Linked DNA regions of Sus scrofa: region 2 is linked to region 1. Evidence: chromatin contacts called from public Hi-C data. All regions are on one chromosome and are shown on one strand. The core of a region is the stretch at or near the end of the contact, and the rest is flanking DNA. Distances in the headings are between cores, read along the strand shown. Region 1 holds the start of DCAF4 (DDB1- and CUL4-associated factor 4). Region 2 holds the start of ZFYVE1 (zinc finger FYVE domain-containing protein 1).

The links. Hi-C and Micro-C count contacts between places; a contact is called where the count stands out from the background.
Region 2: a Hi-C map of skeletal muscle shows a contact between it and region 1, with 9 times the contacts expected there. The contact joins the promoter of ZFYVE1 here to the promoter of DCAF4 in region 1. A contact is called at or near these places in 1 of 5 promoter capture datasets (fetal skeletal muscle) and 4 of 47 Hi-C or Micro-C datasets (heart right ventricle, liver and skeletal muscle).

What each region holds. Positions count from the first base shown.
Region 1 is chr7:96,287,448-96,290,147 of Sscrofa11.1, forward strand. DCAF4 (DDB1- and CUL4-associated factor 4) reads left to right here and starts at 1,313. Exons shown (of 14, transcript XM_001928868.4): 1 at 1,313-1,464.
Region 2 is chr7:96,379,008-96,381,707 of Sscrofa11.1, forward strand. ZFYVE1 (zinc finger FYVE domain-containing protein 1) reads right to left here and starts at 1,279. Exons shown (of 12, transcript XM_001926161.6): 1 at 1,033-1,279.

The sequences.
Region 1 (2,700 bases), core at 63-2,562:
TCTTATCACTCCCCAACTCTCAAACCTTCAGAGGCTCCCCTCTGCGAGCTCCTTACCCTTGACATTTGACCCAACTTTTCTGCCTGTTTTGCTTCCAAGACTCCCCTCCGGTGCAGTCAAAACGAACGCCTCACTATTCCTTCAACAAGCGTCCAGTCAGCTTGTTTAGCTTAGAATTTCTCTGCTTTCTCTTCCAGGCAGCTCAAGCTTCATGAAACTGTCCTTTATTCTGGCTGTCCTGGCTTCTCATCATCTCTTCCCATTCCACACCCTTTTTTATATAAAATTCTTGAGAGGCGACATTCTACCTTCCTTGTTATTGAATGAAATGCTTTCACACATGGGTACAACTGATAAACCCCACAACCTATTTTCTGATGGATCCCGCCACTCACAGGGGCCTGGGTTAACAGGGCACAAGGTGTGCCAGGCCGGCTCCTGGCGACAACCAAGCCTGGCCCATTTGAACGCAGCTTTCCTCACAAAACTGTCACTTCCCGTCAAATGCCCACCACAGGCTTCCATTTTCCTTTCGGATCTGACCGCTGTCAGCGATTCCGAGAACGAGCACACGCAGAGACCCTTCTGGAAATATTCGTCGTATGAACAAACTGCGCTAGAGAGAATATCACAACGTTTGATCGACTTTCCTTGTTTCAACAGAAGAAATCAAGGCCCAGAAAGGGAAAAGACTCGCCCTAGGTCACAGCAAGAAGGAAACAGAACTAGACCCAGAACCAAGATCTCCTGACTGAAATTCAGGGCACGCTCCTCTGCACCTTGAAGCCACGCAGATCAAGGGTCAGCAGCCTCAGCGACCAGAGGTCATGAACACACACGTCAACACCTGTTCCTTTTTCTCTCACTCACCTCAGAGCCTCCTTCGCCCTCTCCAAAATCCTTCCTCCTCCCTAAGTCTCAGGTTTATAGACAGTGGTCCAGAGCGGCAAGAGGACTTTCCTGAGCTGGATCAACCGGCTTGGACAGAGAAAATACCCGGTGCTGGGCGAGGTACCCACCGCTTCGGAAGAGGCAGCCTCAGAGCGCCCTAGGTTTGAACTCAAGGCTCCCGCGCCCGCGGGTCGGACCCGGCCCCAAAGCACGCCCGGCCCCGCCCCAAACGCGCGAGGTCCCGCCCCAAACGTGCATGGCCCCGCCCCAAAAGCGCCGAGCCCAGTCACGCCTGCCGCCGATTCTCAGCTTCCCAGCCAGGTCTGGGGCGGAGCCGAGGCCTCAATCCCCGCCCCCTCCCTGAGATCCATCCTATTGCCATAGACAGTCAGAAGACGTGTCCAATGAGAAGGAAGGGGCGGCCGCCAAGGCCCTATCCGCTGCGACAACATGAAAACCGACGCAACTAACTGGCGGACGCTACGCCTCGGTCTTTCCGGGTCCTTGCACGCTTAGTCCCCACTTCTGCTGATCCTGGGCCCGAGGGAGAGCCGGAAGGGACCCTCTGATCAAGTAAGTCTGAGCTGACTGGAGTGATCGTTGGCGTTGGTCCGGGGCCAGCTGCTGCTCCCGCGACAGAATTCGGGAGGGATAGGGCGTGGGGGGAAGGCCCGAGAAAGGGGCGGGGAGGAGCAGAGCACGTGGAACGCCGGCCTGACCGTGGCGTGGGTGGGGGGCTGGGCCGGCGAGCTCCCGCCGGGTGGGATTGGTGCGCGCGTGGAGCTCGCTTGCCTTGTGGGAGGGGAACTCTGAGTGTCGCCGCTGGAGTCTGACGTGAAGGAGCGTTTTTCTAAATCCTGAAGTCAACGTGCCACCCAACAACCTGTCAGTGGCTGGGCTGCGGGCGCTTGTTGGCGGTTTACCTGAAAGTTCAGGTTGAGAACTTTTTCAGGCAGGTCAGTATAGCAGCGAACATGGGCGCCTGAGTGCTGGGCTCTGCTGACCGCTTTACAAGCACTAAGCTTTCTATACACCAGCTCTGTGAGGTGGGTGGAAGTACCTTAGACTAAAGAGCCCTAGAGAGGTTGTCACTTATCCGAGGTAACTCACGAACTAATGAGCGGTGGAGCCGCCGGATGAACCCAAGCTTCCCGATTTCACCTCCGCACCGAGCCGCGCTGGTGATCAAGTCTCCCCTTCCATTTTGGCGTTCGCGGTGTCTGGGAAGCCTCCAGTTGACCTCAGAAAACATGACACCCCCTTCCCCTGGACAGGCATGGGACCGTCCCTAGCCCTTTGTCCTGTGCATCAGACAGCAAGAAGGAAAAAAAATGGAGATGACAACTAATAGGAGGAATCAAAATTCCAAAGCCCCAAACTCTAGTTTTAAGTAGCTGGAAATTGTAGTTGAGGTGGTATGTGTGGGTGATGAAGCCCCGAGGCCAGACCAGCAGGGGTGGAATTCCTTTCCCATCAAATACTATGTCTTTCTGGGTCCGGTGCCTAGTCCTCCAATCCTCACTTGTAAGGTAGAGTTTAGAAGTATCAACTCAGGGTGGGCCTAGCAAGCCCCCTGTAAGGGGCCGTTTTATGTTGGGTTTTCCAAATCAGTGGCGTTGGCATTTTCCACGCTACAGTCCAGTAGTGTCTTAATTCATCTGCTGCTAGATATTTAGGATGTTTCTCACTTAGAAATATTACAGAACTGCTGTAGTAAAAATCGGTTTTGTTTTTGAGATATAATTCACATGTGCCAGGAGTTCCCATCGTGGCCCATCGTTAGCGAACCCGACTGGTATCCATGAGGAT
Region 2 (2,700 bases), core at 29-2,528, 92 kb after region 1:
ATAGTCCTTGGAGGGACAGCCCTCTGCACCCCACAACTGGGAGAGGTGGAGAAAGATGGCTGTAAAAAGTTAAACAAGAATAAACTTCAGCTCCATCAAAGTCCTGGGCAGATCCAATTACCCTTGCAACTGGACTGTTTCAGCTCTCAACAGATGCCTATTAAGGACTCTACACTAGAAACACAAGTCACCATTCCATGTTTAAAAACAATTAAAAACAACTGTACTTCCTTTTGTCCTTTTCTCTAACTGCAAAAAAGGTGAGCAACAGGAAACAGAATTCCTCCACTATGCACCACCACAAAACCAGGCCTGAATGAGTCAAAACAAATAATTTTTCTCTTTGTCACTCAAAACCCAACTTAAAAATAACTTAAAAAAAAAAAAAGAAAGAAAGAAAGAAAACTGGGGCAAGAAAGGGGCTTTTGTCACTTCTACAAATTTTATATTCCTAACTCCTCTTCGCCTTGACACCCATTCTAATGCTGGCAAAGCCCTCCTTGCAGGTATTCATTCCTCCAAACAGTAATCAATCTATCAATCTTATTTTTAGATAAATAAGGAAGGCGAAGGGAGTGACTAGGAGACCTTATTTACACTCCACAGACGTGCCTAACCAGCTCTCACAGAGGAACCAAAAATCAAAATCTGCCAGAATTGAAAAAAATATAAAACCAACCTTCAAAAGGATACCTCACCGCCCACCAGACCTAAGCAAACAATCTGCCCACTCGGGCTCCCACCTCGACGCCTCTCTCCAGCCAGGGATTCCTCACCCTTGCTTCCTCCCGGGCACCACCACCGCTACCCGAGGGGCAGAAGCAGGGTCTAAGAACAAAGAAGGTCCCCCAAAATCCCCCCCCAACGCTGGCAGAGACCAGAACTGAATCCATTGTTTATACCACCCCACCCCCACCCCAGCCGCACCCGCCCCCCCTTCCACCCCGGGGCAGCAGGAGCTCCAGGGATATCGCTCTCCAGGCGCAGGGCCGTGCCCTTCCCTCCCCGCCCGCGGCGGCCCGGGGACCCCACCACGGAGCAGCTCTGCTGCGGCAAGACTGCGTCGGAGGACCGCGGGGTGCCGGTGGAGGCGGGGGCTGTTCCTCAGGGCACCGGTGGATCCATCCTCATCTCCATCTCCGCCCCCCTCCTCCTTCGCTGCCTCCCGGGCTTCCTCCTCTCCCGTTGTCAGTTAGGATCAGCTGATCGAAGTGAACTTCTCCCAGCTCGGACTAACAGGAAGGCGTGAGCAGTGCAACCCACTGAGGGAGGAGCGGGAGGGCTGGAGCTTGACAACGGAGAGGGCGGAGAAGGGCGCGCACAGCTTTCTGGGAAATGTAGTTCTTCTGAAGTGCGTCTTTCCCCAACATCCCGGAAGAGAAGCCCAAGAATAACTACAATTCCCAGTACAGAAGAAGACATTCTTGTGAGGAGGCGATAGGGACACGCCTCGGAGCATGTCGGGACTTGGAGTTTTTGCAACGAGTGTGGTTTCCGCAGGTTTCCGCAAGTTGTTTTGGGAAGGAGTGGCGTTAAATTAGAGAACTGATATAATATGTAGCATAGGCGAGGCAAATAATTCGATTTCAGGTAACCCTTATTGCACACCATTCTTTAAGAAATATGGAAAGACAGGCCGTCTCCAGTTACCCAATTTCACCTTGCACAAACTAAGAGGCCAGAAAGAATTTTAAGAGAATATAAGTACTTTTGGAGGAGTTTTGTTTTCTCTTCATGAAAACCAACCATTACTTTATTTTTCTGACCTTTCCTTACATATTTTAAAAACTCCCGAGTTTTAAATGGTCTTTTAGTTAGAGAGGTACATTTATTCAGGTAAGCTTTCAGGTTACAATACAGGCTAATGGTTAACACTGTTATCTCTCTTCTTGTAAATGGCCTTATGTTTGTTCAGTGCTTTCACTCTTTGTTTTTTAATTTTGTTTCTTACAACAACACTGAAAGAAAGCCTGATATCAAGAGCACTGGTCTGAGAAACTGACTGGGTGCTTGTTCTAGAAAGCTCTTGGTATAAATCACACAACTCTCCATGAAACAAAAGGATTGTATTGTGTAATTTCTCAGGTCCCTGCAAATTCTAATGTTCTATGTTTGTATCATGATAGTTGTTAAACAGGGAGAGAAAAGGAAGGTTGAGTGACTTCTCTAGCTGAGTCAAGAACCAATCTCCTGACTTAAAGTGAGATAGTTTTTTACCTTATGATTCAATGGACATAGTTAGAAAGTAATGAAACCAAATCTAGGGGTTCCCTGGTGGCCTATCCAGTTAAGGAGGGATCATTGCCACCTGCTGTGGGGCAAGTTGGACCCCTGGCCCAGGAACTACCACATTGGGTGGGGGGAGGGGCAGTCAAAAAACCCAAATATACATAGTAATGAAAAAGCCATGGAGTTCCCATTATGGCTCAGTGGTAACGAATTGATATGGTGTTGCCCTGAGCTGTGGTGTAGGTCACAAATGAGGCCTGGATCCTCTGTTGCTGCGGTTGTGGTATAGGCTGGCAGGTATAGCTTCAATTCGACCCCTAGCCTGGGAACTTCCATATGCCTCTGGTGGGACCCTAAAAAAAAAAAAAAAAAAACCTCCTAAAAGTGTGTGGAAAGCAGTTCCTTCCAAAGAGAGCAACTAAGGTGAGAAAAAAGAGGAGTTCCCATCGGGGTGCAACAGAAATTAATCCT